2 separate regions of the Strix aluco genome follow, and region 1 is linked to region 2. A link is a contact called in public Hi-C data. All regions are on one chromosome and are shown on one strand. The core of a region is the stretch at or near the end of the contact, and the rest is flanking DNA. Distances in the headings are between cores, read along the strand shown. Region 1 holds the start of ARID2 (AT-rich interaction domain 2). Region 2 holds the start of SCAF11 (SR-related CTD associated factor 11).

The links. A called contact is a pair of places that touch in the nucleus more often than the background predicts.
Region 1: a contact with region 2 is called in a Hi-C map of brain, with 6 times the contacts expected there. The contact joins the promoter of ARID2 here to the promoter of SCAF11 in region 2. A contact is called at or near these places in 2 of 2 Hi-C or Micro-C datasets (brain and heart).

What each region holds. Positions count from the first base shown.
Region 1 is chr5:54,349,110-54,352,452 of bStrAlu1.hap1, forward strand. It overlaps ARID2 (AT-rich interaction domain 2), which reads right to left and starts at 1,875. Exons shown (of 21, transcript XM_074827398.1): 1 at 1,207-1,875; 2 at 953-1,046. The coding sequence starts at 1,298.
Region 2 is chr5:54,181,159-54,184,613 of bStrAlu1.hap1, forward strand. It overlaps SCAF11 (SR-related CTD associated factor 11), which reads left to right and starts at 1,365. Exons shown (of 15, transcript XM_074827393.1): 1 at 1,365-1,574.

The sequences.
Region 1 (3,343 bases), core at 625-3,124, 170 kb after region 2:
ATTTCCCCTTCGGGAATAATCCCGCTTCTCACCAGTATTTTACTTTATTTATTTTTTAACATATACCTTTTTTTTTTCGGGGGGGACGGCCGGGAGGATTTGTATTGTTTTGGGGTTTGTTTGTTTTTGTTTTTACTACCTGGACAATAACCAATCGGGAGTCCCTCTGTCGCCCCCTTTTAAATCCTAACGCGGTCCGTTAAAAACCCAAAGAAGTTTAAAATAATGCAGGGAAGTCGTGGCGGGGGCGCCCCCTGGCCTCCGGGGCGCGGGGGCGCCGTCCCGGGGGGTCCCCCCAAGACAGATCCACAGACACAGAGAGGCCTTTCTTTTGAGGCCTACATTTCTGTCCCTAGCCTTGAAGCCTAAAGATGGCTATTTGATTACACACCGTCTTGGGTGCCCCTTTTGTTATTTTTCTCCGGGAAGGGCTCGGAGGGCAGCGCCCGGCCCCCCCCCGGCTGCGAGGATCGTTTCCTAGCCCATGCTCCGTGCCGATTATCGATGTTAAACATGCCCGCTAATTTTGAGTTGCACTAAAACTGCACTCAGACTCTCTCCTCTCTGTCTCTCCCTCTGTGAGAGAGAGAGACATACAGAGAGCTGCCACCACAACCGAAAGAAACTGCCTCTCGCCGACCGGAGCTCTCTGCTCCCTCCTCGCCTTCGCCCGGGGAAGGGGGACAGGGGCGAGGGGCTCCGGCGGAGGCGGGGGAGGCACCAGCGGGGTGTGCGCCGTACCCCCGGATCCCCCTTCATCGCTCCACCGACAAGGCCAAGCCACCAACCTGCCTATCTGCTCGCTTCCTTCTTCCACCCCCCACCTTCTCTAACCGGCTTTAAATAGGACGGTTCCCGGCCACCCCGGCTCCCCCCGCCGCCCCCGGGGGTCAGAGGAGACTTTTGGGAAGAGGTTAGTGGGAGGGAAACCCAAATTAAAACTTCCACTCACCTTCCCAAATCCGCCTAAAGTGGTGACTCTGGTGTAGAGAGCGTGAAGATCCAGCTCCTTCCCACCCACCACGGGGATCTTCTTAAAAGGAGACCTGCCAAAGGAGATACACACAAAACACCACAACTTGTCAGCTCTGCCCCCTTTTCTCCCCTCGCTGGGGCTGCCGTGTCCTTCAGGGAAGGGGCTGGAAGTTGGATCTGGTCGGTTTAAAAGCCTCCCCCCCTCCCGTTCCATCTCCCCATTTTCCTCACCCTCTGCTGTGGTGAAACTGCCGCAGCTCGTCCAGGAAAGCGAGTCCCTTTCTCCGCTGGTCTGCGTGGTTTTTACCCGTCGAATTTGCCATTTTTGTATTAAAAAAGGTTCTCGTAAAAAAAAAAAAAATTCCAATAAAAAAAAAAAAAAAAACGGCCGACAACAACAACAACAATCCCCGGCTCCTCCTTGTCTTTAAGAGACCCAGGTGCCCGTGCTCGGCCGGGGATCAGCCATGGAGAGGGGCTTGTTTAAAAAAAAGTTTAAAAGGAATAAGGGAGCCCCAGAGAGTGTGGTAATTGCGAGTCCTGTCTCCACACAACACACAGGCAAAGAGACAGGGAGGGAGAGGGGCACCTCTCAGTAATTCCTCCTCCCGCTGCTGCTGCCTCTCTCAGCACCACAAACCCAACCGATCCAGCCTGCACATGAGACTCAACATGGTGCTGCTGGATCACACAATGAATTGGGTTACTGTTGTGGTGGGGTGGGGGGGGAGCCGGAGTGAGGTATTGACAGTGTGTGTGTGTTACAGCCGCGGCTCCATGCGATCTCCCTCTCCCTCGCTCGCTCGCTCCCTCGCTCGCTCTCTCACACACACACACTGTACAGCTACGGCAGCAGCGGCGGCGGCGGCGGTGGCGGCGGCAGCGGGATTCACTTCTCTTCTCTCTCAGACAAAAAGATCTGAGGCCGCCGTGCTTCTGCCTGGACGAGAGCGCAACACAGCGGACCCCGGAGGCCGGTCCCGGTACTGCAGAAGGCAGCTCTAAAGGCAAAAGCCAGCACAGCCCCAGCAAGCAGTTCCTGGCGGGGAACAATAGGCTCCTCTCGCCGCTAAGGGCTCATCTGCAATGTGCCGCAAACTTCACACAAAGCCGGGCGGAAAGAGGCGAGGGAGAAGGAGAAGAGGGGAGGAAAAAAACGGCTACTACCGGTTGTTCCGGGGCTAGGGGCCGGGGAAAGGGCCCTCCCTTGCCAGGCTCGCACCGATCGGCCTCTCTCCGCTGGCTGGCGGCGGGAGGGGGGGGGGGGGGGGGGCGGCAGGAAAGGTGGATTTGGAAAGCGGGGCCGAATTTTTTAATTGGAGTAAACCCAACGCCCTGAGTTCAAGGGGAGAGAAAACAACAACTGAAGGGGGCACTGGTGGATTTGGACTTTTGAAAAACTTTCCGAGTCTCCCGGCCTGAGGTGTTTCCAAGGGCAGGAAGTCGCCCCGGATGGCACGGCGGGGGCGGGAGGGGCTGCTCGCTGAGCCGGGGGGGGCAGCAGGAACCCCTCATTTCGAGGCGTGAGGTATTTAAAACTCAGCAAAGGAGAATGCCGAGCGCTTTACCAAGCAGGGGCTGCCCTGGAGAGGTTTGCTAGCAGGGGCCTGAGCTCTGGCTCACTCCATATTTTTTTTTTTCTTCTTGGAGATACTACGGCCTGTAATCAAAAGTGCTTTAGGACTGCCGAACTCAATCTTAGCCGCCTATATATTTCTGTATATTGATGAATGGTACATACAGCATAAAATAACTTAAGGAGGAAGGTCTTGGCCCTCACCCTGAGTGGGCAGTAGCCAACAGTGGCACTGCAGGCCACTCTCCCCTCTGCCTATGGCGTGTACAGTGTTTGTAAACACTTGTCTTCTGTTTCCCACACGGGAGCCCCGGAGAAGACCAGCACCCTGACCACAATGGAGCCTGGTGCCGCTTGGGCTAAACAGGAGCAAGAATGAGCCCATGCAGTGAACGGCACCTTCTGTTGAGCCTCTGCTCCTCAGGTAAAGCAAGCAGCGACCCGGGTGGGCATTTGTCCTTCCCTGGCAAGCAAACAGCCTCAGGTGAGCGCAGCTTGCTCCAGCTTAAGAGGCTCTGGAGGAACATTTGCCCCTTGCAACTGATACGTTGAAATCCAAGGCCAAATTGGGCCTTTAGGTTTTTTTCTAAGCAGAATTCATTAAAGTCAGTAAGGAGCTGTGTTTTAAAATCAATGGCACATTATGACCCCAAGTGAGCACTTAAAGAAGGAAAACTATAATTCCTTTCTACTCCATGTACTAACTTACCTCAAACCATTTTTTTTTTCCAAGTAAGATTTTTTTCCTTTTGACTTGAGTGCTGTTTCAGCTTGAATATAGCTATAGAGACA
Region 2 (3,455 bases), core at 115-2,614:
AACTAATAAGGTATCATCATTCTTGACAGACTGACACTAACACATATTTTACTCCACACAGGCTGCAACAACTTCATTGTGGACACAAGGAGACACTCAACCAAGCCTGCATATTTGGGGTAGCTGGTTCCCCTTCCCTGTTGTTTGTTGGTACGGCAGGTGTGTCGCCCTGGGGGTTCAGCTGAGGTTTGGTGCTCCATGGCGTCCCCCAGCTCCCCACTGCCTCTGAGCCTGTGTGGAGGCGCTACGGCAGACTCACAGAGTCTGGTAGTGCCGTGATAGAGATGTACAAACACGACCGGCCTGCAACAGAGGCTGCTGCACTGAACAACTTTTCTATTGGCTATAATCAGGATGTATGACAAGATGACAAACCGCTTCAAAAAACCTGGTTGTATAAATACATAAGGATTAAATCTCACTACTTCTGTGAGGCCCACAAACACCAGCCAGCAACAATCACCACTGACACCAGTGGCGCCTGGAGGGACGCTTGCAGCAGCAGAGCTCCTCTCCCCGCGCAGCCGCGGGGCAGGCCCCACGCTGCCCCCGTGCCCCACGCAGCGCCGCGGCCGTGCTGGCGTTCACAGCAAACAGGCACGGACGGCAGCAGGCAGCCCGCTGGGGGCACGGAGCTGAAAGCCCCGCGCCTCCCTGCGAGCGCTCAGGGCAGCGGCAGCGACGGCTCCCAGGGCCCGGCCCGCCCCGGCCTCTCGCCCCACCGCCGCCACCGCCGCCATCGGCCCGGCGGAGGACAGCAGCCCCAGGCTGGGCCGAACCGGCTCGTCAGCCCCCACCGCCTTCTCAAACGGGTCGCAGTCCTCTAGTCTCAGGGCTCCGTCCAAAGCTCCCTTTTGCCCAATTTTATTAAAATAATAATTTTTAAAAAAATTGCACTCGAGGTGCCCCGCGTCGCGGTCAGATGACGTGTCCGCCCGCGCGCCCCGCCCATGCCGCCGCGCCGCCACCAGGGGGCGCGCCCGCCCCGCAACGTGCGGCCCCGCCCCGCCCCCCCCCGCCCCGGCCCTGCGCGCCCGCCCCCCCTCCCATTGGCTCCTCGCCTGCCGGCGGCGGCGGCGGGTCACGTGCCCGCCCCTTCCCGCCTCCCTTCGCCCTCTCGCGACTCCCCCGCCCCTCCTCCCCTTCAAGACGGCGCTGGAGGACCTATCCCACAATGCTCTCGCCGGCGGCGCGGGACGGTTTGGAGGCGTCTCGCTGGCGGCCTGCGCCGCCCGCCGCCACGCCGCAGCCCTCCCACCGCCCTCCCTCCGGCCCCCCCCGCGGCGGAAGGCGGCGGAGCAGCGCCCCCCCGCGGTCCCCGCCGGCGCTGCGCATTCCCGGCCGCGCGTGGACATGTGGCCCGGCGGCCGCTGAGCGGGGCCCCGCCGAGCCCAGCCCGCCCTCCCGCCGCGCCTCCTGCCCGGGCGGACGCTCCTCGGCCGCAGCGGGGCGGCGGGCGCCGCTCCCGGAAGTCCCGAGGCGGCGGTGGCGGAGGAGGCGCGGGGAAGCGGAGGCTCCGTTTCATGCAGGCGGCCGCGGAGCAGTGACCGCGCGAGGGGACGCCGCGGCGCCAGGTGAACAGCGGCGCTCGGGGCCGGGGGCGGCGGGGGGCAGGCGCTTCCCTCGGGAGTTTCCGTGTGGGGCGGGAAAGTGTTCGGGGCCGTTTCCCCACGCGGGCCGGGGCAGGGCGCCGGCGGGAGGGACGGAGAGGGGGGGCGAGGCGGGCGGTGCTGCCGTCCCGCTCTGGCCGGGGCCTTCGCCTCCGCTCGGAGCCCGCCGGGCTCGGGTGCTCCCTCCCTTCCTCCCTCCCTCCTTCCCTCCCTCCGCTTCGCCGGGCTGAGGGCGGGGTTTGCTGCCGGCTCCGGCCGCGGGTTTTCCCCCGCTCCCCTCCCCTCCCCTCCTCTCGCCGCCCGTGTCGTGGCGCCGGCCGGGAGCCTGGCCCGCCCCGGTGCTGGCGCTCGGCCGCCGTGACAGGCCGCTGCCGGGGCAGAGGGGGGCTCTCGGCCGCCCGCCTCGTCTCCCGGGGCGAGACGGGAAACAAAGCGGGGCGGCTGGGGCGATCCGCCGTTCCCAGGAGACCGCCGGCCCCCTCCGAGCCGAAAGCTTTTGTGAAGGCGCAACGGGTGGAGCAGCAGCCCTGCCCGGTGATCCGTGAGTGGGCTTAGCGCGGGGACCTCCCCGCCGTGGCGCGGGGCGGAACAAAGATCTCGGGCCGGGGAGGCACCGCCGTCCCTCTTCTTCCCGGGAGCGGCAGGCGCTGACCCGGCCGCCCGGAGTTGTAAATGCCGGCAGCGTTCGCTGGAAGAGCGTCTTGGAGCGGCAGGAGTTACTGGAAGACTTTGCAGTTGTGGGGAAGTTGCACGGAGAGGTTCAACTTAAAGCCCAGCTCTGCTTTTGTGCTGTTGTGGAATCGCGGCTGGCTTAAATATCGGTAAAGTTGCACAGAGTAACACTGGAACCTGGAAGCGGTACAGTTATCAAGCCAGTGAGAGACTCACCAGTTCTTCTTGTGTTTTACAGTACATTGTGTCCTATTTTTTTTTTCCTGCTTGTGAGTATTAAAAATAGCATGAGCCCCAAATGTAACTCCTCTTTGACAACCTGTCTCCACGTTTATAACTTCAAAACAATTTTGGTAGAATTAAAATTGGTCCCCTTCCTCTCACAATGTTTTTATTTTAGACTATAGCAATTAATTTAAAGTTTTTAGGAAGAATGAGATAGCAGAGAGAGAGGCCAGGTAGTTAGTATCTGTTTAGTATCAGTAACTAGGTACTGTTGGCAAAGAATCATTTATTTAAAAAGTCGAGAGATAGTTAAGGCTGTTCACATCTAAGTAATAAAGATTGGGATGCCCCTGATTATTTTAAGATTGTAATTTTATAGCTTTTTAGGGCTTTGGTAACCTTAAAGGGAGATGTAGCTAACTTGGTGTCTGATGTTATGTTTGTATATCACTAATGTATGGGGGGGTTAATTTTCTTTCAGTGGATCACAGTTTTAAGTGAAGTGTAATCTGTCTTGGAGTTTTACTATGTGGGTATTCAGACTCTCTTACACGTGGAAGAAGAAGAATGGGGGAAGTCTTTAGTCATTTTGTTGTGGTTTCTTTTGATTTTAGCAGAAATAAATAGTAGGTTTCTGAAATGACAAAAATTTGCTATTATTTGGTCGATTATACATGGTAATCCATGTCTCTTCTGTTTTAACTGGAAAGCTGCATTTAGAGATTCACAAGATTTAAAAAAATGGATAGCATCCTCTTCAGTGGATAAAAAAGACTTGGAAATTATCCCAAGTACTTTTTCAAATGTTTCCTTTAGAATTTCTAGGAATATAATGTTTGTTGTTCTGTTTTCCTTAGATAAGATGAGAGATAGTTGGGGGAGGGAGGAGGCTATTTAGACTTTTAGTCACAATGTTTAAGTCTATTGTAGCTTTCCTTTTCAGTAGTT